Regions from separate parts of the Mus musculus genome. Here regions 1, 2, 4, 5, 6 and 7 are each linked to region 3. Evidence: chromatin contacts called from public HiChIP or PLAC-seq and promoter capture Hi-C data. All regions are on one chromosome and are shown on one strand. The core of a region is the stretch at or near the end of the contact, and the rest is flanking DNA. Distances in the headings are between cores, read along the strand shown.

Evidence for each region. Promoter capture Hi-C pulls out the DNA fragments that hold promoters and counts their contacts. HiChIP or PLAC-seq counts read pairs in DNA pulled down with a chosen protein or histone mark.
Region 1: a contact with region 3 is called in a FOXA1 HiChIP or PLAC-seq map of pancreatic cancer cells. The contact joins the enhancer-like site here to the promoter of Exoc4 in region 3. A contact is called at or near these places in 6 of 39 promoter capture datasets (the 3T3-L1 cell line, 3T3-L1-derived adipocytes, embryonic stem cells and 1 more) and 5 of 115 datasets of contacts at active chromatin or transcription factors (bone marrow-derived macrophages, embryonic stem cells, epiblast stem cells and 2 more).
Region 2: a promoter capture Hi-C map of pre-B cells shows a contact between it and region 3, with 4 times the contacts expected there. The contact joins the promoter of Lrguk here to the promoter of Exoc4 in region 3. A contact is called at or near these places in 16 of 39 promoter capture datasets (the 3T3-L1 cell line, 3T3-L1-derived adipocytes, the C10 cell line and 8 more), 11 of 484 Hi-C or Micro-C datasets (the C10 cell line, CD4 T cells, CD8 T cells and 8 more), 9 of 115 datasets of contacts at active chromatin or transcription factors (astrocytes, bone marrow-derived macrophages, embryonic stem cells and 5 more) and 3 of 9 other capture datasets (adipose tissue, liver and macrophages).
Region 4: a promoter capture Hi-C map of the C10 cell line shows a contact between it and region 3, with 7 times the contacts expected there. The contact joins the enhancer-like site here to the promoter of Exoc4 in region 3. A contact is called at or near these places in 12 of 39 promoter capture datasets (the 3T3-L1 cell line, 3T3-L1-derived adipocytes, the C10 cell line and 5 more), 5 of 484 Hi-C or Micro-C datasets (the HL-1 cell line, centrocytes, embryonic stem cells and 2 more), 12 of 115 datasets of contacts at active chromatin or transcription factors (the 230-238 cell line, bone marrow-derived macrophages, embryonic forebrain and 8 more) and 5 of 9 other capture datasets (adipose tissue, embryonic stem cells, liver and 2 more).
Region 5: an H3K4me3 HiChIP or PLAC-seq map of bone marrow-derived macrophages shows a contact between it and region 3, with 6 times the contacts expected there. The contact joins the enhancer-like site here to the promoter of Exoc4 in region 3. A contact is called at or near these places in 7 of 39 promoter capture datasets (the 3T3-L1 cell line, 3T3-L1-derived adipocytes, embryonic stem cells and 2 more), 1 of 484 Hi-C or Micro-C datasets (the G1E-ER4 cell line) and 3 of 115 datasets of contacts at active chromatin or transcription factors (bone marrow-derived macrophages, embryonic stem cells and trophoblast stem cells).
Region 6: a contact with region 3 is called in an H3K27ac HiChIP or PLAC-seq map of microglia, with 5 times the contacts expected there. The contact joins the enhancer-like site here to the promoter of Exoc4 in region 3. A contact is called at or near these places in 1 of 39 promoter capture datasets (embryonic stem cells), 1 of 484 Hi-C or Micro-C datasets (erythroblasts) and 4 of 115 datasets of contacts at active chromatin or transcription factors (astrocytes, embryonic stem cells and microglia).
Region 7: an H3K27ac HiChIP or PLAC-seq map of embryonic stem cells shows a contact between it and region 3, with 4 times the contacts expected there. The contact joins the enhancer-like site here to the promoter of Exoc4 in region 3. A contact is called at or near these places in 7 of 39 promoter capture datasets (cranial neural crest, embryonic stem cells, liver and 3 more), 8 of 484 Hi-C or Micro-C datasets (CD4 T cells, CD8 T cells, muscle stem cells and 2 more), 6 of 115 datasets of contacts at active chromatin or transcription factors (embryonic stem cells, large pre-B cells and trophoblast stem cells) and 1 of 9 other capture datasets (embryonic stem cells).

Annotation. Positions count from the first base shown.
Region 1 is chr6:34,232,769-34,236,185 of GRCm38.p6, forward strand. No RefSeq gene overlaps it. Among named protein-coding and RNA genes, the nearest start is that of Gm32533, 37 kb to the left of the region's middle. Within about 2 kb of position 1,858, at least 42 of the 459 cell types and tissues checked have an H3K27ac peak or open chromatin away from gene starts, as enhancers often do. A contact at or near this core is called in bone marrow-derived macrophages, kidney and pancreatic cancer cells, where this site is marked.
Region 2 is chr6:34,027,930-34,031,799 of GRCm38.p6, forward strand. Lrguk (leucine-rich repeats and guanylate kinase domain containing) reads left to right here and starts at 1,519. Exons shown (of 20, transcript NM_028886.1): 1 at 1,519-1,824. The coding sequence starts at 1,528. It overlaps Gm38786 (a long non-coding RNA gene), which reads right to left and starts at 1,795. Exons shown (of 4, transcript XR_868961.1): 1 at 1,711-1,795.
Region 3 is chr6:33,247,612-33,251,148 of GRCm38.p6, forward strand. Exoc4 (exocyst complex component 4) reads left to right here and starts at 1,517. Exons shown (of 18, transcript NM_009148.4): 1 at 1,517-1,627. The coding sequence starts at 1,542. It also overlaps the pseudogene Gm1401.
Region 4 is chr6:33,927,982-33,931,497 of GRCm38.p6, forward strand. The region is part of intron 17 of Exoc4 (exocyst complex component 4); the gene reads left to right. Among named protein-coding and RNA genes, the nearest start is that of Gm13853, 63 kb to the right of the region's middle. Within about 2 kb of position 1,945, at least 48 of the 459 cell types and tissues checked have an H3K27ac peak or open chromatin away from gene starts, as enhancers often do. A contact at or near this core is called in pancreatic islet, where this site is marked.
Region 5 is chr6:34,215,432-34,219,221 of GRCm38.p6, forward strand. The region is part of intron 6 of Gm32533 (a long non-coding RNA gene); the gene reads left to right. Among named protein-coding and RNA genes, the nearest start is that of Gm32533, 20 kb to the left of the region's middle. Within about 2 kb of position 1,665, at least 8 of the 459 cell types and tissues checked have an H3K27ac peak or open chromatin away from gene starts, as enhancers often do. A contact at or near this core is called in bone marrow-derived macrophages, where this site is marked.
Region 6 is chr6:34,154,052-34,157,810 of GRCm38.p6, forward strand. Slc35b4 (solute carrier family 35, member B4) reads right to left here. Exons shown (of 10, transcript NM_021435.3): 10 at 1,828-3,759. Among named protein-coding and RNA genes, the nearest start is that of Gm13855, 21 kb to the right of the region's middle. Within about 2 kb of position 2,235, at least 122 of the 459 cell types and tissues checked have an H3K27ac peak or open chromatin away from gene starts, as enhancers often do. A contact at or near this core is called in erythroblasts and microglia, where this site is marked.
Region 7 is chr6:34,189,782-34,193,096 of GRCm38.p6, forward strand. No RefSeq gene overlaps it. Among named protein-coding and RNA genes, the nearest start is that of Gm32533, 5.7 kb to the right of the region's middle. Within about 2 kb of position 1,845, at least 11 of the 459 cell types and tissues checked have an H3K27ac peak or open chromatin away from gene starts, as enhancers often do. A contact at or near this core is called in embryonic stem cells, where this site is marked.

The sequences.
Region 1 (3,417 bases), core at 608-3,107, 990 kb after region 3:
TCAACTTTAACCAACCAGAATACAAATAAATGCCCCATCTAAAATCCCTCAGCGCTCACCTCCATCTTGCTGAACTTCCTGATGCTCCAATTACATGGAGCTAGGATGGCGCATTCATATACAAAGTGATGACAGCACACACAAGCTCTGTGCGCACTCCCACTGCCATGTGCCACCCAGGCTGTTGGCATGGAGAATTTGTTTTAGTCCCTTCTCAGGCTTCTTACAAGGGCAGAGAGGCCCCCCAAACCTCCTTTCCATGCTGTGTTAGAGCTGGGGTTCCAGATGCAATCTAGACGTGCTAGTGAGCTACACTCGCCTGTGTAATAGGGAAGTAGATGGAAGCCTCTGCTTGCACTGCAGTGGGATGCCAGGTCAGTCCGAGGAAAATGCATGTTATCCTTCAACTCCCTGTCTCCATGATGGGTCTTCATGTCAGAGGTGGTAGACAATGTGTGATTTAGTAATCATGTCTTTCCTTCCTATCCATCATGACTAGGGTGATTTGTCTCCGAATCAATCGTCTAAAGGTGGCCCCTTATTTCTGCCCACCCAGTGACTTTCAGGGGTACCTGAGGTGCTAGCATTCATTTCTCAGCGAATGCGGTTCTGCTGCCTGGGTTGGGTCCTAGCTGACACTGCGCATGTGCTCCTGTGTACACATGCACACATCTTCTAAGGTCTGACAAACACTTTGCTCTGTTATTTCTTTAAATGTAGGAAGTTTATATTGATCATCTGCTGAGTGGTAGAACTCACTAAGTGCTGTCAGGCATCAACATGAAAAAAAAAAAAAAGGTTTCTCTATTGATCCTTAGGAAAATAGTCTCCATTATGGGACTACCACTCACCCACGCCATCACACAAAACCAATGCCTAAACAGTTGCTGTGTTGTGTGGTATTAAATACCATCGTCAGCACTGGTCAGTCAAGAGCCTGGGCAGAGTGGAGGTGCTTCCTTCATCTAAGGCATACAGGTAAGGAAGGAGAGAGAAATGGTGAACAGAATGAACGTCTGTCAGGGAAAGCAAGCCAGTAAGCAGCATCCCTCCGTGGCTTCTGCATCAGCTCCTGCCTCCAGGTTCCAGCGCTGCTTGAGTTCCTGTCCTGCCTTCCTCCAATGATGGATTGTGACCTGGAAATGTAGGCCAACTAATCCCCTTTCTCCCCAATTTACTCTTTGGTCATGCAGCCATAAAACCCTGACTAAGACAAGCATAAAGAGCAAGCAGGGTTATTATCCTGGTGGCTCTGGTTTCTGCCACAGTACGTTCCTCTGCTAAGGCCACGCCCATCCACATGGGATTTCTCTATGGACGCCACTTTAGAATGTGCCCCATGTGCCTCATGTGCCCTGCCATGATTCTGATTGACAGCAAATATAAGCTGCTATATTCAAATTTCCTCCGTGAAGAACCTGTAACGGTTCCCTGTTGTTTAATAAAGGCCAAGTCCAAATTTATTTCAATAATGTATAAAAAATTCAATTGAGAAAATAAATCCACATTATATGACTTGCAGATTATCATGCAGCCGCTGCCAGCAGCCATAAGCACGGTGGGAATGATAAGCCTGAGATTGGACATCGGGCTCCTTCAAGGTGGCACATGGATAGTCTCTCTTTGGTTTCATTCAATCATCTGCTTCCAAGCCTGCTATTTCCAGAGGATGCTTCCTGCTCCTTTCTTCCTTCTCATTTCCACCTCCCCGCTTTCCTTTTCCCTCTCGAAATATACAAGTGAACACAGAAGGCAGAAGCCTGACCCTGTATGAAAAATAAGCAGGAGAAAGGACCGAGACACTTTGTAACTATTACCCAGCCTCTGACTAGGCAGTGTCAGGTGATTGTGACTCATGTGGAGCACAGGAAGCCAGAGTGGGGAGGAGGGTGGGAGAGAGGCCCAGAGTCCATGCTTGGCATGGCTGGACTTTCATGTATTCCCCTTTTCTTCCAAATGAAAGGCCAGTGATTGTCAGTTCTTTGTGGGCTAATTCCAAACAACAGCTGTGCTGTTAGTTACCTTTCTTGTCGCTGTAACAGAGTGCCAGATAGAGCCACTTAGAAGAGGAGGGACTTATTTGGGGCTCATAGTTGGAAAGGATCTGTCACTACAGGCAAGGCATGGCGTATCCAAGCTTCCACAACATGGAATATGGAGCTTGGATACATTGTGTTATCTGGCCACTATATAGACACCTAATGGTGGAGCCCATAACAATACAGGATGCCTCTTAGATACATTGTGTTATCTGACCAGAAAGCAGAAAGCTGGAGCCAGAAGCAGGGCAGGTTACAACTCTCAAGCCCTTCTGTAATAGCCTGCTCTTGCCAGCCAGGCTTCCTACCCCAAAGACTCCAGGCTTCCCAAAGCAGCACCAGCAACCACGTGTTCAAGTACAGGGGAGTCTGTGGGGGACATTTTACAGCTAACGGATAGCACACACTTGTGGAGACTTAAAGTGAGTTTTACTAGTGGCGTCACAGAAAATGGTCACAGTAGACTTGGTTTCCAAACAACAAAGTTCAGCCAAGGTTGGCAGCCAAGGAAAGAATGGACACGAAAGCTGACGCCCCGCCCCTCCTTGTGTCCTGTGACAGTCCTGCTGAGTGCCTGCTTCTCCCCGGAGTAGGCCGAGGAGCGGAATTTATTACACAAAGCTGCACTGGGGCTGGAGCGCACAGCAGAAACTGTTTCTTTTTCTTTAAGTGTCAAGACTGTTGCTTATTTTTCAGGTAAATGTTTTAAGAGAAGCCAGATAAAGTTACCTGAGTATATTTCTTTTTTGAGAAGTATTATTATTATGTACTGTCATGATTTTATATTTTTCATTAATTCATTTTTTGGGGACAATTTCAGTATATATATATATACCCGACACACACACACCACACACACACACACACACACACACACACACACACACACACACACACAGGTTACATAAACCCTCCAGCTGTTCTTCTCCTCTTTCCATCCCCATTACCTCCTCTTGTCCCTCCACGCCCCTCCCACCAGCATATCTTTCTGTTTTGATTCTAACTTTGTCACCCAGGTAAGGACTATTCTTCCCAAGGCCTTTGCTAGATGTTATACTTCCAAGACAGTTCTCCCTTATCACTGACCAAGTATGACTGAAACCTTTATCTGACATTTGTGCACAAGGCAAAGTGAATAACCCTTTCCTGCTTATCTTTTCTCCTCCACATATGTGCCCGCTGCCTACCGTGATGTTTCATATTCAAACATTTTTCTCTTGGGGACCAACAAGTTGGCTTGCTCTGCAAACCTGACAACTTGAGCTCCACCCTTGAGCCCAAGTAAAGGCCGAAGGAGAGAGCCGACTCCATGAAGCTGTCCTTCGATCTCTGCAAGTATTCCCACACAAATAATAATAATAATAATAGTAATAATAAT
Region 2 (3,870 bases), core at 269-2,768, 780 kb after region 3:
CACGAGACCAACTCCAACAAATAAACTCTCCCCAGCCTGTTTCATTCTAGTCCTTGTAGGGCAAACATGTTTTTCATGTTTTGAAATTATTCTTTGACAGATCCTAACTCTACCATCAAACATTTTTCTCAGTAGATTGCCGTTAGCAAAGTTCCCTCTGCTACAAATGCTGATTAAGTTATTGAAGACACACATAGGGTTTGCGTTTTTATAATTTCTGCAAGAGCAGAGCGAACACTCTAGTCTTCTTAGTTAGGTGGATCCAGACCCTAAGGCAATGAGGTTGGAGAGAAATCCCTTGTCAAAATCGGTACCCACTAGGAAAAGAAATAACAGGCAAGGCAAACCTAGCAGAGAGATACTTTCATTGCGCCCTTTCCAGTTACGAGCCGCAAGATAATGAAGGAAGGTAATTCTGAAAGCTTTATGTCAGTTTTAATGGTCCCTCAAGCACTAAGAAAGATAATAGTCAATGGATGGTGTCCATAAGAATTTTTTCTCCTTTTCCCCTGACAGCCATTGATAGGATCATTTTGTATTTGTAATGGCTGTCACTGAAGCATGGAGAAATGGCCCAGTAAGGCCAGAGGATGAAGACAACTTCCCTGTCAGGATCTCTGTTGTCATTGCTATGGCAATAATAGTTGCTACAGTTCTCGTTCTGTTTTTCTATAGCATGTCTATTTTGTGGAGCTTAAGGCTATAGGATTTGGGTTTCATAAAATCACACTAGCAGAATGCCATGCCTTTTCTAATCCTTCAAGAAGAACATTTGATAAAACTATTCAGCAGGATGAAAATAATTACAGATGCAGGTCACTTGACTAATTATTGATGGAATACTAACCTCTTCACAGGGGTTCAGATACACTACAATTAGTTTGATTTATTTTCCTTTTCTCTCCTCCCTTTCCCTTCCTTCCCTTCCCCAATCTGCCCCTCTGGTCCCACTGCTAGCTTTTTTCTTCCCAAGGACCAGACTCAGAGTTGGACAGGTATGTAAATTAACTACAAATGAGCTCTTAAAATCCTTTGGTAGTTTCTCTTCATTATCTACAATGAAAGGAAAAGGAGAGGAGTCAGGTCTTTTCAATCTTCTATGTCACGGCCTCATCTCCTCCCACGGCGCTGTGCATAGTGTTAAATTTCATCTTTACTAGCTTTCCGACCGACAGAATTAGGGATGTCAAATGCTTCCAAAGTTCGATGGTGTGAATGAAGCCAGACTGGAGATGCTTGTGTGAATGTTATCAAATGTGAGGTGAACAAGCTCAAAGAAGGACAGGCAGCAAGAAGACAAAGAAAGTGGGTGGAGAAAAGGGATTAAAAGTACATGCAAAAAGGAACAACACTAGCCACTGAACGTAAAGAGGAAAATAAAAGAAGCAGCAGAACGCTGCAAAAGTGAACGCCAATGGAGACCTTGACAGAATGTGCAAGTACGGAAGCTTGGACTACAGCCCCCCAGAGTTCCTTGCAGCGCCGCGGGCCATGACGTCAGTCTCCTAGGCAACGCGTATAAACAAGATGGCGGCCTTCGAGCGAAATCCCTCGAGATGGAAAGGCACCCGTTTCAGGCGGGGTTTGGGCGCCTCTCGCATTGCAGCCCAGGCGATACTGTCGCTCACAGAAAAACAAAGTCAGGGCCGTTGGCCTTCTTTCCCCCTGGGTCTGAAGTCAAAAGGGACTTTCAGAAGCGCCTCCTCTTACCTCCTCCACCAGCTCATCCACCGCTCTCATGAGGCAGAAGCGGAGCAAGAAGAGAAGCAACAGGAGGACGGAGAATCTGAAGAGTCAGAGGAGTCCGAAATGCAGAATTTGGAGGTGTGCCTCCCCCCCTCCCCAACCCGCACCCCAGTCTCAGGCATCCTCCAGCCGCTCAACCTGGCTGCCTCAGCGGCAGCTTGCTTCTGCCTTCTCTAGCCCTGGGCTCAGCCCACTCCACTCTAGCCAGAGGGCAAGGGCTTTTCTTTGCTGCTTATTTTTATTCCCCCATTTCTCGTGTGCTTCACCTCCTGTCTTGGAGAAAGGGGGTGAAACCCTCCAAATATTTACTTTCTTTTCCTAGTTTCTTATCTGTCAGATTACACACTGTTATAACGGGGGGAAAAAAATCAGTGTACCAGTATGGGTTTAATGCTTTCAAAATTACGCATTGACAAAATTATGCGGGCCATTCATCTTCTTCCTTCCTCCAGGGTGGTTTAAAAAAAAATCCCAATGCTCTGCTGAAGACGAAATAATGTATACGTTTTATATGTTACTTCTGCTCGGGGTATTTGTGTGCCTATTTAAGCACTCCCACTCTTTCTGGTTAGAAGGGAGCCACAGCATGATCAGAGAGAGCCAGCTCACCCCTAGTTGGCAGAGTTTGGCTTATGGGGAGCGTTCCCAACGCTCTTAACTATTTTCCTAATCTCCTGATTCCACTTCCCTTCCCCACTTGACTGTATTCCCACACACCGACTGTCCTTCCTCATCCCTTCGCTTCCTTCCACCTTGCATTCCCTTACTCCTAGTATTGGCTTCTATTTATTGTGCTTTTTCAAAATCGTAGGTTGATCTGTTTCCCTCTCATACCCAGTTAGGCTTTTCTCTCTGTCATAGCTACTCAGAACCAACATCTTTCTTGATTTCACTTCTTGCCTTTTTTCGCTGCTCCCCCTTCTTTTCCCTCAGCTTCTTCACAAGCCACCTTTCTCCCCCTGTCAAACATGGCTCCTGGTTTGCCTTCTTTCTTGTCCTTCCTGCCTCTGACCTCCCGTTACTCCACTTCTGCCCTCCTTTCCCTGGGCTCTTGTCTCTAATGCCCTTTCCTGCACTTGGAATATTTGGCCTATTTCCCCCCTCATCCCTCTTTTTGTTTTTCCTAGTCTACATCTTTCTTCCTGGGCTGGTTGCATTCTAACGTTGCTTGAAGTTGGCTATAGCAGTGTGCTGGCAATGGCGTTCTTGCCATTCTCACCCGGCACTGAGAGGCAGAGATAGGGTGATTGTCGTGAGTTAGAGGTTAGCCTGGTCTACACACCCAGTTTCTGATTAGCTAGAAACACTGATAGAACCACACAGTGAGACCGTGCCTTAACAATAACGATGATGATGATGATGATGGTGATGCTGGTGATGATGATGAAGATAATGATAACAAACAACCAAAAAGGCCATCATTTATTTTATTCTCCCTTTGTTGGTTAATTTTCCACCTTCAGCTGAGACTACGACAAACCGTAGCTGTGTTTGTGCTCCTTCGAAATGTTTGTGTGGTTTCCACCATCTTCCACCCCAGAGGAATTCACAAATGAACCACCAGCATTACTTATGATTCTAATTAGCACAGGCTCCTTGGATATGAGTTCATTAGCGCCATCATTAATCTGTCTTCAGGATGCCATTAACAAGCCGTTAGAAGGGGTCCATCCAACTGGCTACCCCTTTCTGGTTTGGAGACTATGTTGAGAAAAAGTTTATTATTTCCTCCAGTTATATTCTAAATACTGATACTGACTTTTCACGGTATTGCATTTTAAAATGTGGAATGAGCTGAAAAGTTGTGAAGTATACGTTCTTGTTGAGTGGTTGATTTCCCGTTTCTCACCCTGATTCCAAGTAATCACGTGGTGGCCATATTCATCAGTGCAGCCTGCTTCAGACTGCAGAAGCCCTGATGACTTTAAGGGAAGCGGCTGAGACTGGCTGTTTGGAGCACAGCCTTTGTGATGAAAGGCTTGTGGCTGGGATGTGGGCTAGCCTTTGGTTAGTACCAAGATTCTGAATAAGTGATTTAGCTTATAATGTGCTTGAGAGTCCCCTCTGTCTCGTGGATAACTAAATGCTATCCTATATGTAAAATGCTTAGCATCGGGCCGGTGA
Region 3 (3,537 bases), core at 267-2,766:
TTCTGTAGAGCTCCTTCTGCCAGTCCTCCAGGTTCTCACACTCTCGTTCTGAGAAACAGACCCCATCATTCTCAAGGGACCCGGACACCTTTGGGGTTTCCCCTTACTGCCGGGAGGCAACCAAAGGACCCAGAAGTTATTGTGGCGAAGCAGGTTCTCTACATTCTCCAGTCGTGGCGGTAGCAGCCTGTACTCCTGCAGCAGGGTCCCCAGCACGGCCCACTTGCCCTCCGGCTGGTTGCTGAACTCTCTGGCTCGAAGTCAGCCAGCTTCTTCTCTGCTGACCCTGCACGTCCCTCCAGGTTCTGCACTCAGGCAGCCCGGGATTCCATCTTCTTCTCCACAGCTTGAATAGCAGCCACCACTGTCCAAAGTGAGATTTCTGTGGTCTGGAAGTATGGGCTTTTCTCTGTTGTTTGTGAAGGTGGTGTGGCTGGAGCTAAAGGTGTGGAGCGCCGTTTCCTTCTGTGCAGAGCAGGTGTCGACTCCTCCGACTCCTCCATGGTCTCAGTCGCCCCACAACACCGACTGGAGGGAAAGTGCTTGGACTTTGTGCCTCTCCACCAGACGCCCAGACCCTTCTGGAAGCCGCCACCGCTGCTGTGCTGATACAAGGTGTGCTATGAGAGTAACCCCCCCCCCCCCCCGCCCGAAGAACTGCAGTGGTTCCTCCTTTTTGGGACTTTTTTTTGAGTGCTTTTATTTTAAAAGTATGGTTGAATTTCTACAAAAGATTTTCCTGTATCCATTGAAATTGGTCTGTGGTTCTCAACCTGTGGGGTTGACTCCTTTGGGGTTGCATATCAGATATCCTGCATATCAAATATTTACATTACAAGTCACAACAATAGCAAAGGTACAGTTATGAAGTAGCTATGAAATAATTTTATAGTTGGGAGTCACCACAACATGAGAAACTATATATATATATGTGACAGCCCCTAGGACAGGTACTTTTCCCCCTCACAGCCTGCAGCCTGCGACTTGGCATAACCGCAACAGTGAACTTGTACATAAGACGAATATAGAAACATTCAGTCTCAGAAAAATACCAAAGAAAAATCTCTGTGCGTGTACATTTTTGCATTTGGTTGATTTAAAGATGGTATTTGAAGTTAATATTTTTGCACACACAAGCATTCTTTTGGGACCTTTGTTTAAATAGAAGAATCTGCAATTTATCATCAGATACATTAAGTTAAAGCGTGTAAAATTATAAAATGGAGTAAACTGAAAAACAACTTAAGGTCTGTCTGAAGAGATCTAAAGAGACAGTAAGGAGGCTTGATGAAGTTGCCCTTGGTTTATTGTCCAGGCATGCCCGGGACCGGCAGAAGAACTACATTTCCCAGAATGCTTAGAGAGGACAGGAGCCTCAGCCTCCAGCTGAGTCTCAGTCCCGCCTCCTAACTCCAGGGATTGGGTTTTTCACTTCCGCGCCTAAGCGCTTCTCTTCTGCCATTGGTGGATGTTCCGGGTCAGCCGCGGAGTTTACACTTTCCCGGTCCTGTCAAGCACCTGGCTCTCGCTCCCGTACCAAGATGGCGGCAGAAGCAGCTGGTGGGAAATACAGGAGCACAGTCAGCAAAAGCAAAGACCCCTCGGGGCTGCTCATCTCGGTGATCAGGTGAGGGAGGCAGGAGGCAGGCAGGGTGAGGTCAGGGCAGCGGCTGGACTTCCGCGGTGGAAGGGAGAGGCATCGGCTGGGCCCCATCCGCCGGCCCTTCTCTCCCTTTTGGCCTCCCCCGCCCCTCCCCAGGGCCTATTGCCCGCCCCCGCCGGGCAGTGTTCTAAGACTCTCTGGGGCCGGGGTTAAGGGGAGGACACCCCACCTCCCCAGTCTTCTCCTCGGGGCATGGCCTTTACTTCTGTCCCCGGTCCTAAAAGCTGGCCCGCTTGGGTTCGGGAAGAAACCCAGCGCAGGTGTACTCATTCATTCCTACAACAGGTTCTGGTTGACCCTGGTGCTGTGCACACTCCTGAAGGCCGGGAGGTGTCCTGGGCTCGTGGGGATCAGGCCCAAGTTTCCTGTTAGGAGTTGCAGAGTGTCCAACTTTGGGCACTTTCCACTACCTGTGAATAGCCACAGCTTCAGATCCTAGGTTTTGCGTGAGCTGTTAGCATTGAATATTAAAGTGATCCATCCATCCTTCCTTCTTGTTTTGCTTTTTTCTTTCCTTTTCCTTCCTTTCTTCTTTCTTTCTTTCTTTCTTTCTTTCTTATTGCTTTCTTATTCCAGTTTCTTACTCAAAACCATACAAAAATAGAATTTCAAACTGCCCTCCTCATTACTTTTTCCCTAAACTATTAGGGTGAGAGTGGGGGTGGTTGACTATTTACTAGTCTTCTTCTTCTTATTTTTAAATGTTTAAAATGTTAAACAGACTTAGATCAGCCTGAATAAAATGCATTATGACACACTTATCCATTGTTGTCATTTGCATTTCATCCCATATATTTTCCTAAAACAAATACCCCTTGCTTCCCACTTTCCTCGACTTATCCTTCACTTTGATTTGAGTTAAGAGAGCTCCTGTAATGATCCTGATTATCTTTTTAAAACCTAGGATCCACCAGAATCTGGTAGGTTAAGCCCTTGAGAGAATGGGTAAATCAAGCTTTGAAAGGCTTTAAAAGTTTACCATTTAATCGACTGAAAAGGACCCGTGTATTGGTTTATGGCAGAGTTTAAGAGAATGGCCTGTTTTTATCAATTTTATTTTAAAACGAGAGGATAGAACTGTCTGTGAAAGTGATACACTTTGTAGGCCCTGAAGAGAAAACACTGCAGGCACACATTCTTAGTTTAACAATGTACAGTTCAGATTTATCCCATGATATTAAAACCTCAGCCGGAGCCTTTGTAGTAGTGCGCCTTAATTTTCTCTGGAATTCTAATATGAGTGTTTGGAATCCTTTTCTGATCTTGTTTTTTTTTTTTTTTTTCCTGCCAGATAGTCAACACTCTCTTATACAGTAGATAAGTATGTAGTATGGTGCCTAGCATTTATTTAGTACTTAGGAAATATTTGTTGAATGAGGGAATGAGTGACCTGAGTTATGTATGCAAAGACAAGATATATTATCCCCTTTGAGGAGAGTATGGGCCTGGAGAAAGATGGCGATTCAGAATTCATGGAAGGAGTGGTCACTTCCATGGAAGTGGAGTGAGTTAGGGAGAATAACAACTGTAAACAAATGTCCCGTCCTCTTCCTTGTGCTTCTGAAACTTTAGGCTATATGTCAGATTCCTTAAGTGGCAGTTAGATTTACCCTCAACATGTGATACTTAAAAACTGAAAAATAACTTAAAAGCTTTCTGACGGATTCTGCTGTGGAGTCGTATATTTACCTGTAAGGACCAATTCCTTGCCGTTTCCAGGGGGCATCACCACTGCTGGACAGTGTACCTCATTGTTTTGTGTTGAGTTATGGCAATGGTTCCACCTTTAATACACTTCCCCATGTTGTGATGATCTCAACCATAAAATTATTTTGTTTCTACTTCATAACTGTAATTTTGCTACTGTTATAAAT
Region 4 (3,516 bases), core at 695-3,194, 680 kb after region 3:
GCATACATGCCAGCAAATGCCCATATACATAAAATAAAAATAATTTTATGTTTTGATAAGAATATAGAGGAACTAGTGCTAGTGGGAAAATGGAAGGTACAGTGGCCTTGAAGAACAGTTTATCCCTTCTTCAAAAAGTTAAAAATAGACTTATCATATGATTCAGAGATTCTACCCAAGAGAAATCAAAAATAAATGCACTAAAAAAGTTTTACCCAAATTTTATAACAGTGTTAACTGATGGGTGAATGAAATGTGAATACATACAATAGATATTATGTGGCCATAATATGAAATTTAATATATGATGAACCTTTACACATGAGGCTAAATTAAAGAAGCTGGCCATGAATGGCTACATTGTATGTGACTCTGTGCGAAATATCAAAAATTGGCAAATCTTCAGAGCTAGCAGTTACTTACTGTTTGGAGCTTGTGAGAAAATGAAGATGTGGACTCAGGATTTCTTTTGGGAATGAGTAACATGTTCTAAAATAGATTTTGCAGATGGCTGTACAACTCTGGATATATTAAATGATCTTGAACTCTATACTTCAAATATGGAAATTGTATGGTAGCTGAATTATATTGCAGTAAGTTTTTTTTATGTTGAGCTTTAAAGCTTTAAAAGTCCCAAATGATTTGTCATAGAAAATGAGTAGCTCAAGTTTTATACCACATTAATAGAGAACTTTGTCAAGGAAATATCCTACGCATTTTCACATTTCCCTAATCATCCTGAGAGGTGAACAATCAAGGAAGAATTTGTAAGGAAGTGATGCATAATTTAAATACTAAGTGGATTTATCCAGAGTTGGGGAAGAGCCATTCAAGCAGAAAGTGAGGGACCCTGAAAGATGAGGTCTGGGGGAAGTGAGATCCCCTGTGGTAAGCTGTGGGTGCCACTTTCTTGCCTATAACTCGAAACATCCCCTTCATCATTTCCCTTGCCCTCACTTATCTCCTGTTATCATATACCTAACCTATTTTATATCTGATTGTTCACCTTGTCTACCCACAATAGAATGGGACCTCCATAGGCAAGGGCTCTTTTTATAGCATTCACTGCAGTAGCCCCAACTGAGTAGGACCTCAGTTGTAAATGTTCTCAGTTGTAAAGTGATTGCTGAAGGTGTGGTCATGATTCTGCTCAGAGCTAGCAGGAATAAAAACAGATATGGGAAGTAAGACGGAGTTTAAAAACCAGCTCAACTTAAGTAATGGTTGAATGTCAGAGGCAGAGGAACGGGAGTTAAGGATGACCCTGGAGCATCTACACACAGAATCAGCAAGTAAGGTAGGGGAACGGGGAGGACTGGGCTACAGTGTGAGGATATGTGTAAGATGCCTGTGGGACTTCAGAGCAGATGTGTCTAAGACACAACAGGAAGCTTAACAGAAAGGGTGGGAGTAAACAAACAGACCTGGGGAAGCGTCAGCATGGAGCCATCCAACCTCGGAAAGGAAGGGTCCATAGGCCAAGGGCAGTAAGATGGTGATGCATAAAGCCAGCAGAGCACAGAGCACACAGCCATGCTGCTACCTGAGTAGAAATGCTACTTCCCCTGTCAGTGCACAGATCAGCCTCCTTCAGGATGAATGAAAGCCATGTCTCTTTTTAAGTCACCCACATCCCACGTGAGCTCGCCTACCCAGATTCTTCCTCGAGGTACCAGGAGCCCAGCCCAGAAACTAAACGTGCTAAGTGGGACCCCTGCTTCATCCTTGACCTTTGTACTTTGCTAAGTCTAGGAATGCCCTCGGCCATGACTGAGAATGTCGAATTCCTCCCTTGGGGGCTGTTGTGTATACTTATCTTCTACAGGCTTATTGCAGAGGGACATTGTTTTGGTTTTTTGCAAAAAGGTTAAGTTTTCCTGGAGTGACCGGGGCATAGCTTGCTATAGGATTAGCGATGCCGTGCTGCCACCTACTGGAAGCACCCACAGCTGTCAGGACAGACCTGTGACTGAAGACTTCAGTGCCTGGGCTGAACACTGACTGCTTCCCCTTGCAGACTCCTTTGCTCGGCCAGAAACAAAATATTCCCTGCATCTGTTTCCGCAGTCATTTTGAAACCAGCTTTATCCTGCCACCAGTCATGTCTGCCCTTCCAATCCCAACCTTTTTTGCAAGCTTCGCTTTAAAGGGCTTCATCTGACCAGTTTCTGTTTGGATTTGTGGTCACATGAGGCCAGTCTTCTGCCAAACATTCTTTTAATAATGATGACCTCTAGAAGCTCTGAGAAGGAGCTTTAATTCAGCGGTGATAATAAAGCTAGCTCTGACTCCTGGCAGCCAGGAAAAACAGGCAAGTGATGGGTTTTATAGCTTTTACTGCCTGATATAAAAAAAAGGTACCTGTTAATAAAAGTCAGTGATAAAACAAAAATGAGTATAATTTGATATCCAAGAGTGTTTTCTTAAGGACCGTCTATTACATTATTTAAATAATGTTACTTTTCTTGAATTTAACCTTCTTTTGACTTTGCTACCCATTTCTGCCTATACCGTTTTCTTCTGGTCTTGCCTCTCTTAAGTTTATTATACTTAGAGTAGATCTCATACATTGCAGAAACTAATTGGTCTCTAATTAATGGTTTAATTGGGGCTTTTTGGATGCAGGTGAGCATGCCTCACCAGCCTGCATAGCCTCCAGAGCGCCTGAAAACAATGAGAACTCATAATCTCCCCAGAAAAATGCCTGCCTCTAATTAAGGTCTGAGTTCTCCGAGACATGCCTCACGTGTGAAGGCCTTAGTTAAATAAGATTTCCTTCTTGTCGTGATAGCATACAGTCAGTTTCTAACTTGGGGTTCCTCCCAATTCCTGGCAGACAATGGATCTGTTCACTGTTGCTTATTTGCTGGCACTGGCATTGCTCAGAGAATACCATAGATGGCAGATGCTATTATGCAATGAAGATCCCAGGGAATAGAAATGAGAAATAACTTGCCCAAGATCTCCCATCAGATTGTCTTTATGTATCCTTCGGTGCCTCTTTGGTCTCGTGCTTAAGAAATTAAGTTAGCCTTCCGTGTGAGGCTGTTCTTCTGCCTGAAAGGACTGGGTTACATTGTTCTATGTAAAAATTCCAAGAACTATCACTTATTGATTTTAGTAGAATTCTTACTGAAAAATTGGAAGCTGGAAGCTGACCCCCTTCTTGTTTTATAAATAAAAGTTTAGTGTTGAAACTAACATGTTTAAAATTCAGAAACACAGACCAATGAGACAGCTCATCCAATAAGTGGCTGAGGCAGGAGTACCTGAGCTCAGTCCCCAGAACCCGTATAAAAATAGCTGAGTGTGGTAGCCCACACTTGTAATCCCAGCACTGGGGAAGAGGAGATAGGTAAATTCCTGAGGCTAAGTCCAATCCCCCTCACTTAATAAGCTCCATCTGTCCAAAAGGAAGTTAGAGACACCTGAGGACTGAGGCCCAAGGTGGTTCTGAAGCCCACCCACACCCTAGTTCCCCAAAATAAAGACTCTGAGACTTCTTATATATGAATA
Region 5 (3,790 bases), core at 415-2,914, 970 kb after region 3:
CCTCTGCCTCCTAATGACACTCTCAGAGGAGATATTTGTTCCCAAGCTTCCTGAGGCATGTCTTAAACAGAGCAGCCCAGCTAAGTTCAGTGCCTGTTTAACCGTGCACCGGACACTGGTTGAACACATTCTGTTTGTTCATTTAGCCCTAGTGACTGTCTTACATATAACCTCACTTCGCAGAAGAACTTGGGGGCTCAGTAAGGGGTTGGTAATGAGAGGAGCCATGCTGAAGTTGGGAAGAAGCTCAGATCTGTCTAGGTGCAGAGGCCAGCCTCTCACCCTTGGCTCTGGAGCTCCCGCCTATCTCTATTATACAGTGGGCTCTGTCACTGGAAGGCAACTCTATTTCCTGCTGTACCACTAATGACATGATCTGGTTTGGGGAGTTTCCATCTGGTGGTGCTTAATACATGGTGGGGAATTCTTGTGGAGCAACTGAATTGCTTGAGTATCTGTTGCTAATGTATCAACTGCTAATATACACCATCGCTAATGCCTACCATTGATATTATTGTACTGACTTCTAATGCACACCATCACTCGTGCACACCGTTGCTAGTGCACACCATTACTAGTGCATACCCCAAACCTGTGCAGAGTACCAGGGTGAGGTCATCCTCTTTGATTTTTCCTTTCCGAAGACTTCCCAGGAACACACCTTCGGGCTCATCATTACTCTGTCCAGCAAAGAGTTCTACAGATTAACCTTTTCCCAGAGGAGACTTTCAGTGCCCCGGAGAGGTTCTCCCATGTGCTCAAGATGTGGATGGATGAACAGAATCAACAAATTCAGTACATTTGCAAACACGAGCGGAGTCACACATGAGATGTGGCAGCATCACTCAGGGACAGACAGAAAAGGACATCAGGTTCCTAGACTGAACACCGACTCCAAGAAACACTTCAGATAACTTTTGATGGATTCACCCCACAGTAAATCCAGTCAACAGAGACACACAGTGGGGAGGATGGGTGTGGCCCATCACAACTGCACTCATGTTCCTGGAGCCAGAGGGCAGAGTCAGGGAAAGATGAATAGTAGAAACAACTAATAATTTTGAAGAGTCACCTAGTCTGTCCTACTCAATCATCTACAGCAGCGTCATTTCATTTGGAAAGACCCCCCTCCTCCCACCAGGGGGAGGACATTCTGCACTCTCTCTTTTGGTGGAGTCATTGCTGTGTTGACAGCTCTCACTGGCTGCAAGTGGAATTCCTGTAATTCATCACCTGCCATGGCAAACACAGGCTGATGGGCTCTATCTATTTACTAAGGATTTATGCCCTTACCGGCTTCCAAAACGGCTGTGAGGCAATCTGCTGATAGGGTTGATTCAGAGTTTAGGGAGAAGAGAAAGGTAGTTGCCGCACACTACACTGCCCCTAAAAATAGATCAGAGATGATTGGGGCAGTGAAAACTGGTTTGGAGGAAGTATTACTGGGACAGGGTGAGGGGCAGAGAATAGACGGGCCAATTGCCTTTAGGCCACAGAAGGAGAAAAGAAGGTGGAGATGGAGTTCAGAGCCAGAAGGAGCAGGGTTACAGAAGGTAGTAGGTTAATCTACATAGGGGACTTGAGCAAACTGAACTGTTCTTCCAAAGCTAGCTGGGTAAATGACGCACCAAAAAAATGAGTCCTCGTGACAGCAGGAGGAAAGGGCCCTACTGGACAAGCGGAGACTTTGCAGAAGTTGGGGAGGGTGGCAGTCCTGAGCAGAGATTGTGGTGAGCCAGAAGGGGTGTTGGGTGTAGGAGGCTCAGTGACAGGCAGAAATCAGCAGGCCTGTCTTTCAAGAAAATAGTCTCATCAGTCTTTTCCAGGTACCGTGCTGACCTTTAAGGCATCACTACATAAGAGTTTTTCATGCTGACAGGCTGAAAGAAAATGCAAATGTTGGCAGACTGGGGAGTTAACTGAGGGGAAGCAGGCTTCCATGAGGTAGGAGCCATCCAGGCTGTGAAGACACAGGGTGGGTGATTTGCAAGCTGGAAATATCCCCCCTCTTCATTAAGAGGAAGATTGCTCTAATCACGGTGCTGCTCTTATTGCTCTTATTACTGCTACTAACTCGGCGTAATTAAACTGGGATCCGAGGCGGTTTATGAAGACTGAATTCCAGGACAGTGGAGAAGCAGTCTGTTCCATCTCCTTAGAACCGCAAAACAAAGACCAGTTGGGGAAGAAAACAGACCGGAGGGAGGGCTCCTTCTTGTGTCCCTTTGTGCCCCCAATAAGAAGTCTAGGACTTAGAAGGGTGGGTGGATAGTCAGATGGGTCGACAGGTTGAATGAATGGATGGCTGTGCTGACAGATTTTGGAGTAAAAAGTTTACTGGAAACACAGAACATAAAGGAGTTGGGAGAACAGGACAGTGAGGGTTATTGAGCAAGAACTAAACAGTTGTGGTCCTAGCCAGTCATAAGTAGGTCTTGGTTCCATATTGAGATGGTACTTTGTGTTCCAGCACCCGCTTGTCCCCCTTTTCTTGCCAGATGATAATCTGGATACCTCATTCCGCCAGCCATCTTGGGGTTCCTGGTGGATTTTTCTGCCCATGAACTATAAATACTGGCATTGTTCAGGTACAATCTTGGTCCTGCTGGTGTTTCACTTGGTACGGTAACTAAAGTGACCGTAGTCATTCTCATCCTTTCTAAGATGTATTTTGTTTTTGTATAGACGTGTGCGTGTGTTTGCGTGTGTGCGTGTGTGTGTGCGTGTGTGTGTGTGTGTGTGTGTGTGTGTGTAAACGTGTACTATTTTTTTATGTGGATGCCTGCAAAAGTCAGTGTTCACCCACACTGGAGTTATAGCCAGTTCTGAGCTGCTCGATGTGGGTCCTGGGAGCTGAGCTTGTCATCTGGGAGAGCAGCAAGCCCTCTTAACAGCGAAGTCATCTTCCAAGCATCCTTTTGCATTGTTTAAAAAACTCTCTTTGTCCTGGTGAGTCTCCAGTTTATGACTTCAGCCCCCACTCCTCCTCTCCCCACTCTCCCATCCTCACCCCGAGTTCTAGATTGCTGTGCGTTGCCTCTTTGTCTACTCTGTTTTGGAGTCTCAGAGAAGATTGAAGCTCAATATGTCTACACAGAACAGTTTCTCCTCCTGTCCCTGGGGCAGGGTTGCTCTTATACCACACCAGTATCTGCCTAGTGGCTCCATCCAGAGGAGGAGACCATTCTTGGTTCTTGTACCTCATCACTCAACCCTCTGCACCAAATCCATCACCAACACCTATCAGTCCTGTTTGCCAAGTGTGTCCTAACTCCTTCTCTGTCCCCTGTGTCTATTGCTGTGGCCTATAACCTCGGACCACGAGGCCAGAGTTGTTCTCCCTTGAAAGGAGCTGCCAACTGGTTTCCCTGCTTCTGTTGTTGCTTCTTGGCTTTATCAACTCACACAGCCCTAGAAGGACATTTTAAAATAATCCAACAAGATGATGCTTCTGCTAAAATTCTTCCCGGTTTCTGTTGTGCTCCTAATAAATACTACAAATCCTGACCCTGGTGTATAAGACCTATGCAGTCTGGCTCCTGAGTCTTTCTTCAGCTCATTCTGACCCACTTTCTGTTCCTATACCACATTCCATCCGTGCTGGTATATATGGCCCTCACAGAAGGTCAGGCAGATCCCGGTCTAGAATGTTCTTGTCCCTTCCTCTGATTGCCAGCTCCTACTCTTTGTTCAGTGTTCATCCTAAATGCTGCTCCATATTCAATGTATTCTCCAGCACCTCCAATGTACAGGCCACCCCATACTCCATTATTGAGCAGGCTGTAAGTTG
Region 6 (3,759 bases), core at 985-3,484, 910 kb after region 3:
TCCGTAGGCAAAGCTCAGGGGAAGAAGTTTGTGATACTCAGAGAAGACCAAGATACACAGCTCTCCAGACAGCAGTAATACTGACTGCAGGGTGCTGGTCACCAAGCAGCCACTTCAAAAACCCTTAGGACTCTAACAATCTGGTGAGTTTCTTCCTGAACATCAACTGTACATGGTAATATGCACACAAGCCTCTTCCCTCTTCCCTACCACCACGCATCAAGAGAGCAAAAAGCTGGGTAGCATTCTCTGGACCTCTCCCAATAACTGCTCCCCACTCTTTTTCTTCTTTGGAGCCACTGGGCTGTTCCCTTCCTTGGCTGTAAGGAACCATTATGGAGAGGGAGGAAGAGGCCTTGGCAAGCATTTACTTTCTCATGTAACACACGTCAGACACTTTGCCAGGAGCTGGCAGTTCAGAAATGAATTATGCATGCTCCCGGCCTCTTCCATTCCTGGAATGTCTACAGTGAGGAAACTTCTAAAAAAAAAAAAAGAATATACAATAAAATTGAGAAGGGCCAGCCTCCAATCCCAGCTCTGGTCATAGCAAACATATTCCAGTGCTTAAATACTGTAAATACTTATTTCCAAACACTACACTGGTAGTAATGAGCACATTTTCTCTATATTCTGTCAATGTCAGCTTCAAGTGCCACAGACAAGATGCAGTCAATAACTCTCAGCGGAAAGCCCAAAGCACTTTGTTTATGTAGCAGGAGTTCCTCCTAATTCTATCTGCCGCTAGCCAAAGAGAAGATCTGGGTGTCAGATCTTTAACACACGCTTTTTCCTCTAAGTACGCTATCTGCTCAGATACTGACTCCATTCCCCTTCCCCGACTTTAGGCTAAAAAGAGCCCAACTAGAAGGGACATGTAGCAGTGGTTCTCTGCTCCTGGGCTGAGCTGGACAAGAATACGCAGTCGGTTCAGATAAAGCTTCCATGCAAGCTCTCTGCCGAGTGCTTCCCATACACTGCACTCTTACTAGCGATGCTTACAGAAACACTAGACAAGGCATTCTAGATGGATATAAATACCCTAGAAAACTCCTGAAAATTACCACAAGCCCCAGGGACTCAACTGCCCAAGGGGATGCAGGTGCAGTCAGGAACCCAGGGGTCAGGAAGAGCAAAGGCACAAAATCCAAAAGCGGACCCCAGCATGGAGGAAAGCGGGCCCGGGAAATGACTGCAGGCTGAGACCCCTCAGAACTACCATGTGTTCCTCCCAGAACAGAAGAGGGCAGCCACAGGCAGCACCAACCACCCTGGCAGAGAACTGAGTGCTGGACTTTGGTCAGCTGGGCAGGAAGAAGGGGAAAGGATATGCAGAACCAACCTCATAAAATCAACTGTAAGTCTACCTAGTGTATTGGGTGAAAAGAAAACAAAAGAATCCACACTATCTATGGGGCCCTAGGTCTGATCCTCGGCACTGCGAGAAAAAAGTTTAAGAACTGAAAACATGTTTCTAGTGAAAGTGATAAAGACGGCGTCGGCAACAGCAGGTTGTGAGATAGTAAGTATAACCCAAGCGTCCACCCCTGTCCTGCCACCTCATACACGAGTCATGCTGCCGTGCGGCCGCAGACACACTACATTTCCCGGCTAGAGGCCTTTGCTATTTGGCTTTTGCTCTAGAGTTTTACATGTCTTAAGCTCTATTTTGAGACAAACGATATGCTCTGTCTCTGAACAAAGGTGTTTAATAGGCAGTTCTCTACATTCCATGGAGCCTGGTCCTTGGTAAAATGGCTTATTTGCCCTTTTAAAACCTTTACAGTCCACATGCTAAACAAACAAACAAACAAACAAACAAATGGCAAAGAGAAATGACTTTTATAAAGAGTGATTTTATGGATGTATCCAGAGATGGTCCTATTAAGGGGTTAGCTGGTGTAGGGAGGACAAACAGCATATGTGTGCTCTTATTTGTAGCTCCTGAGCTTTGTAGAGAGACATGAAACCACGGTGTGTATGCGATCTGAAGGTAGAAGGCAAAACTGTTCAGGGGAACAGCAGGACCTAACACGGGGAGAGGAGAGCTTGGGGGAAGTACTCAACTGCAGGGAAGTGTCCAACCACAGGGCCCTGTGCAACAAGCATACACAATGAGAAGGAAAACAGAACCTTTAGAAGGGCAATTTTACAAAACTGTAACTAGTGCCGGTTACATTTTCTTCTGTCTACTGCACGGCAGGAAGCAGCTGGGGCACTTGCTAGCTTGAGCCAGCAGAGCCCGCACTCTTATCTGTTCTTACATCTCCTTCAACAAAACCCACAAAGGGATACACATTCTGAAACCCTAACCGGTCCAGTTAGATTGTATCAGCCAGTCTCAGGGAACTACAAGCTGTGTGCTACTTCTCCCAACATAAAAAGGGAAGCTCTAGGTAACTGAAGGTTATAGCCTGTTAGGAGTAATCAGAATGGAGCCTCAAGAGCCCCGAGGGACAGATTCTTCTGTTAAACTGGAAGAAAAAAGTACTTTTTATTACTGTCTTTTTAAGGGGGCTTTTAACACTTGGTATTTATAGCAACATTGGTCCAGGCAACCCCACATATTTCAAAGTAGCTACAGAGCTTCTGGGACTGTGAATGGGTTCACATCTAATTCAGGTCTTTGAGAACAGACCATTACCAGCACTGGGAAGCTGTCAATGGCCAGAATGACAATCAGTCTGCAAACCTGGGGACTTAGGTGGAGAAACAGTATCTGCATTTAATGTAACAGAAAAAAGTCTTAACTGCCTTCCCAGGGGACCCAGAGGATTAGGACAGTTCTCTTTGCCTTCCCAGGGGACCCAGAGGATTGGGATAGTTCTCTTTGCTGCTGCTGTTCAGACCCATCAAAGAGCATCTTCAGAGGGTGCAACAAAGAGCTACAGTGAGCCGAGGAGATGGAGAGCCACTCCTCAGTCTGAGCACAGTCAGCACATAGTGGAAGAATGGAAGGCTGTCGTCTGTGCGAGAGAAACATTGTGTGTAGCTGTTTGCAGAGGAGCAGATGGCTAGGTGAGGGTAATGAGGGTCTGGCCCTAAGTGGGGACGAGGAAAGAAAGCAACACAATGTTCTTGTTCTTCAATCACATACAATCCAGCTAAGGGCACACAAGCGCCACATGCTGTGTGACAGGGTTACTCTTCCTCAAGGGGATCCAAGAGAGGACAATCAGACCTTCAGAGTGATCAGCGGAAAAGAGCCAGGCCTGTTTCTGTATGTAAACATGCTGTGTCATGCCACCTCCCAGGCACACCCAAAAGCAGTCCCATATCTATGGAACAAGAAGACTTCACCCTGCCGCAGCTGGGGTTTGAGCACACTCACGCCTGTGTATCAATCAATCATCATCGATGACTTGACAGGTGACAATTCTCAGAAGTATCTTCTGGCTACCAGGTCTTAACGCCTCTCACAGACACATATTTGAAACCCACAGGAGTCCCATGGAAGTGTGTGGCTGGGTTCACAGGGGCAACAGTCTCTCAGGGTGCTGAAAGAGTGAGCTGTATTGGGCCACACTTCCTTCTCCATCTCCGTAAACAGGCCAAGGGGCTTCACGTGGGAGATGGAAGGAAAGGTCTCCCTCTTCTCGATCCACTTTCAAGTTTTCTTCCTTTCTAATGTGCAATGAGCGCTGCAGGACTGCTCTAACTACAGAAAGCAACAGGTGAAAGAAGTGTGTGATCTTTGCATTGACTAATCAAATAACGTGAAATGTGCGTGGTGGGATCCAGCCGTCTACTCCAGCATCA
Region 7 (3,315 bases), core at 595-3,094, 940 kb after region 3:
AGTTCCCTCTTTTGGTGACTAAGACATCACCTCACCCAGGGTCATCAATGCTGCTTAGGGAAGGTCATGAAACACTTGCCTCTCAGGAAGGGAGAGGCTAATTACCATTTTTAAAGGGGTGAAAGAAAAGGTCAGCTCTGCCAACAGTGGGCTTAAATAAACTTGCGTTGTTAACAAGTCCTACCCTTAAACTGTATAGAAAGTGTGTGCTTAGGAGATTCAGGGGCACCTCTGCCCCATTGCAGGACAGCCCCAGCTCGCAGGATCAATAAACCTCTTGCTTGTTTCATTGATCTCCATCTCTGTGTTTCTGTGAGTGGAACATCCCAGACGTAAGGCTCTTCAGGTCTTACAGGGTCAAGGATTGACACTTATGAGCTGACAGAGACCATTCTCACTATACATTATAGTCATCAACCAAAAGAAAGCAACACAGGCTTGCCCACGGGCCAGTCTGGTGAAAGTACTTTCTCAGTTGAGCTTCCCTCTTCCAAGATGACTCTAACTTGTGTAAAATAGACTTGAAACAGTCTGCACGACCATATCTTTGGGTAGTTATCCTAAGGCAGAGGTTCTCAACCTGTGGAACATGACCCCTTTGGGGATTGTATAGTCTATATTTTGCATAAAAGATACTTACCTTATGATTCATAACAGTAAAAAAAACTACAAGAAGGTTGAACAGCATATGAGATGCATTCAGATTTTGGTTGAAATTTATTTAATGATTAGGAGGATTAAACATCTGTTCATTTACTTATGAATCAAATATTGGTCACATACAGAAATATCTGTTCAAATTGTTCTTTGACTTTACATTTAGAAGCACAGTAAAGAACAAATTCTTTAGGTTGATGGTGTCTGAACTCTGATTAGTCTCTAAGCAGCAGAACTAAAAGGAGCAGGAGGCCGTCTCAGAACACCCTTCACTTGACACTTGCCCTAGTGTGTTAACCTTTTATGTTGATGAATCTTCTTATTTTTTCTTTGCTAAAAAAAAATCATAAATTTGCTCATAATTCAACAGTGCAAAGTCAAAAAGACATAAAAATGTAATAGGTTTGTCTTAGGGTTTTACTGCTGGGAGCAGACACCATGACCAAGGCAAGTCTTATAAACAACATTTAATTGGGGCTGGCTTACAGGTTCAGAGGTTCAGTCCATCATCATCAAGGTGCAAGCATGGCAGCATCCAGGCAGGCATGGTGCAGGCAGAGCTGAGTTCTACATCTTCATCTGAAGGCTGCTAGGAGAAGACTGGCTTCCAGGCAGCTAGGATTGGGGATCTTAAAGCCCATGTCCCAGAAACACACCTACTCCAACACATCTCCAAATAGTGCCACTCCCTGGGCCAAGCATATTCAAACCATGACAAGGTTAAAATTGTAAGCCCTTCCCTTGAAACTCAACAACTCAACTAACTACCTTCCTTACATACTTCTGCCGTTCCTGAGTTTTGTGCATTTCTCTCATTAGCTAATAGGCAGAGATACATTTTTTAAACACAAATATTTTTCCTTAATCTGTCTTGGAAACTGTTCCATATTAGCCTGGTGATGGTTCCATATTAGCCTGGTGATGGTGCCACCAGCTCCTTTGGCTTTCTAGACATCATCTTACCGTGTAGCCTTAGCTGGAACTTGCTGTGTGAACCAGACTAGGCTTGAATTGCAGCAAATCTTCTGGCAAGCCTCCTACCGACCTCTGTCTGCTGTGTGCTGGGATAACGGATGTGAGCCACCACACCAGGTCCCGCGTTTCTCTTCTTAACATCTGAAAGTGTTCGGTTCGTGGACGTGGCATCTTCTATTCAGCCACATCCAAGGTCTATTCTCTTGGATGTTTAGGCTCCCCAGTGTCTTGCCATAATGAATGCCAATATGTTGAATAGCACTGTATTCTTAAGCAAACTAAATGGGTGTGTCACCAGAAAATTTGGAGAATCCCAACTCAGCCTCCAAATGATACCAGGAAAGTGAGGGTCCCTTTTTGAGATTCTTAGTCTCATTAGTAACAGAGTTTAAGAATAGACTCTAATGGAAGATTGAGCCCAATTTATTAGAGTCTAAAAGGAAAAGCCTAGAGCAGGTAAACTGTCAATCTCACAGTTGCCTAGAGGTGGGGGGAGGGAGGGGAACGGAGGCATAGTATGGAAAAGAGAAGGAAAACAACAACAACCATATTGTTTGAAAAGAGGGGAACAGAGGTCAGTCACATGGTTGGAGGGGAGCTTTAGAGAAAGAGTAAGGAAGCCCAGAGTTGTGGAAAGCCGGTACGTGCTGCGAGCAATCGCATGTGTGCCGCCAGTAATCTCTGAGGAGAGCTGTGTGTGCCGCGAGCAATCGCCATTATAAGATGGCGTGGGCCTCCGCTGTGCCTAACTAGTAAACAAGCTTTGTACGCAGGTGCAAGAGTGAATTCACTCCTAGTCACTCCCATTCTCGGGGTGTAATAGTGGGGTGATGGGCAAGCAACGAATCGGGAGCTGTCACGCCATATCAGGTGCTGAAACGTCACGCTGCGGGTTATAAAAGCAGCGCCATTTTCCCGGTTCGGAATCTTCCTGAGAAGCAAGCAATAAAGCTTTTGCCGCGGAAGATTCTGGTTTGTTGCGTCTTTCTTGCCGGTCGAGCGGGACGCAATACAGAGTATTGAGGAGACCACAGTGGGCTCTGACCAGCATCCGAAAGAAAAAGACAGACGAGATGGGTGGGGTGGGGGAAGTGGGGATGGGAGTGGGGTGCAGACCCACAGGAACCTCACAGGGGCTCACAGGGTTGCCCCTAGTGTGGCAAAAATTCTGGGAAGAAAATCTATGTTATCCTCAGAGGAACCCTCCCACCTAGGGGGCGTTTCTGCCTTGTTAGATTAACTGGAGAAAAGGTCACTCCTCCACCTAGAGATAGAGTCCCGTGTTTTATTACAGCAGGGAGACAGCAAGCCATTTGTTAGCGGTAAAGCTAAGCGAAGTTAATCACCTCACCTATGTTTGTGTTCCTCACAAGTGTTAATAGCATTAATTCTCTCTCCTCTCTCCCTGCCCTTCTCCCTCTCCCTCTTCCCCTCACCCCCGTATGTGTGTGTGTCTGTGTGTATACATGTGTGGGCATATGGTGTGTGTGAGTGCACACATGTACCGCGGCATACTTGTGGAGGTCAGTGGCCAGCTCCAGGTGCCTGGATTCCACCTTGCTTGAAACACAGTCTCTTGTTCCCGCTCTGCAGGCCTGGCTAGCTGGCCTGAGTTTTGGTGGAGTCTTACTCTGTCTCTCATCCCTCAGTAGGAGGATGCTGGGAATGTGTGCTACCTTGTCT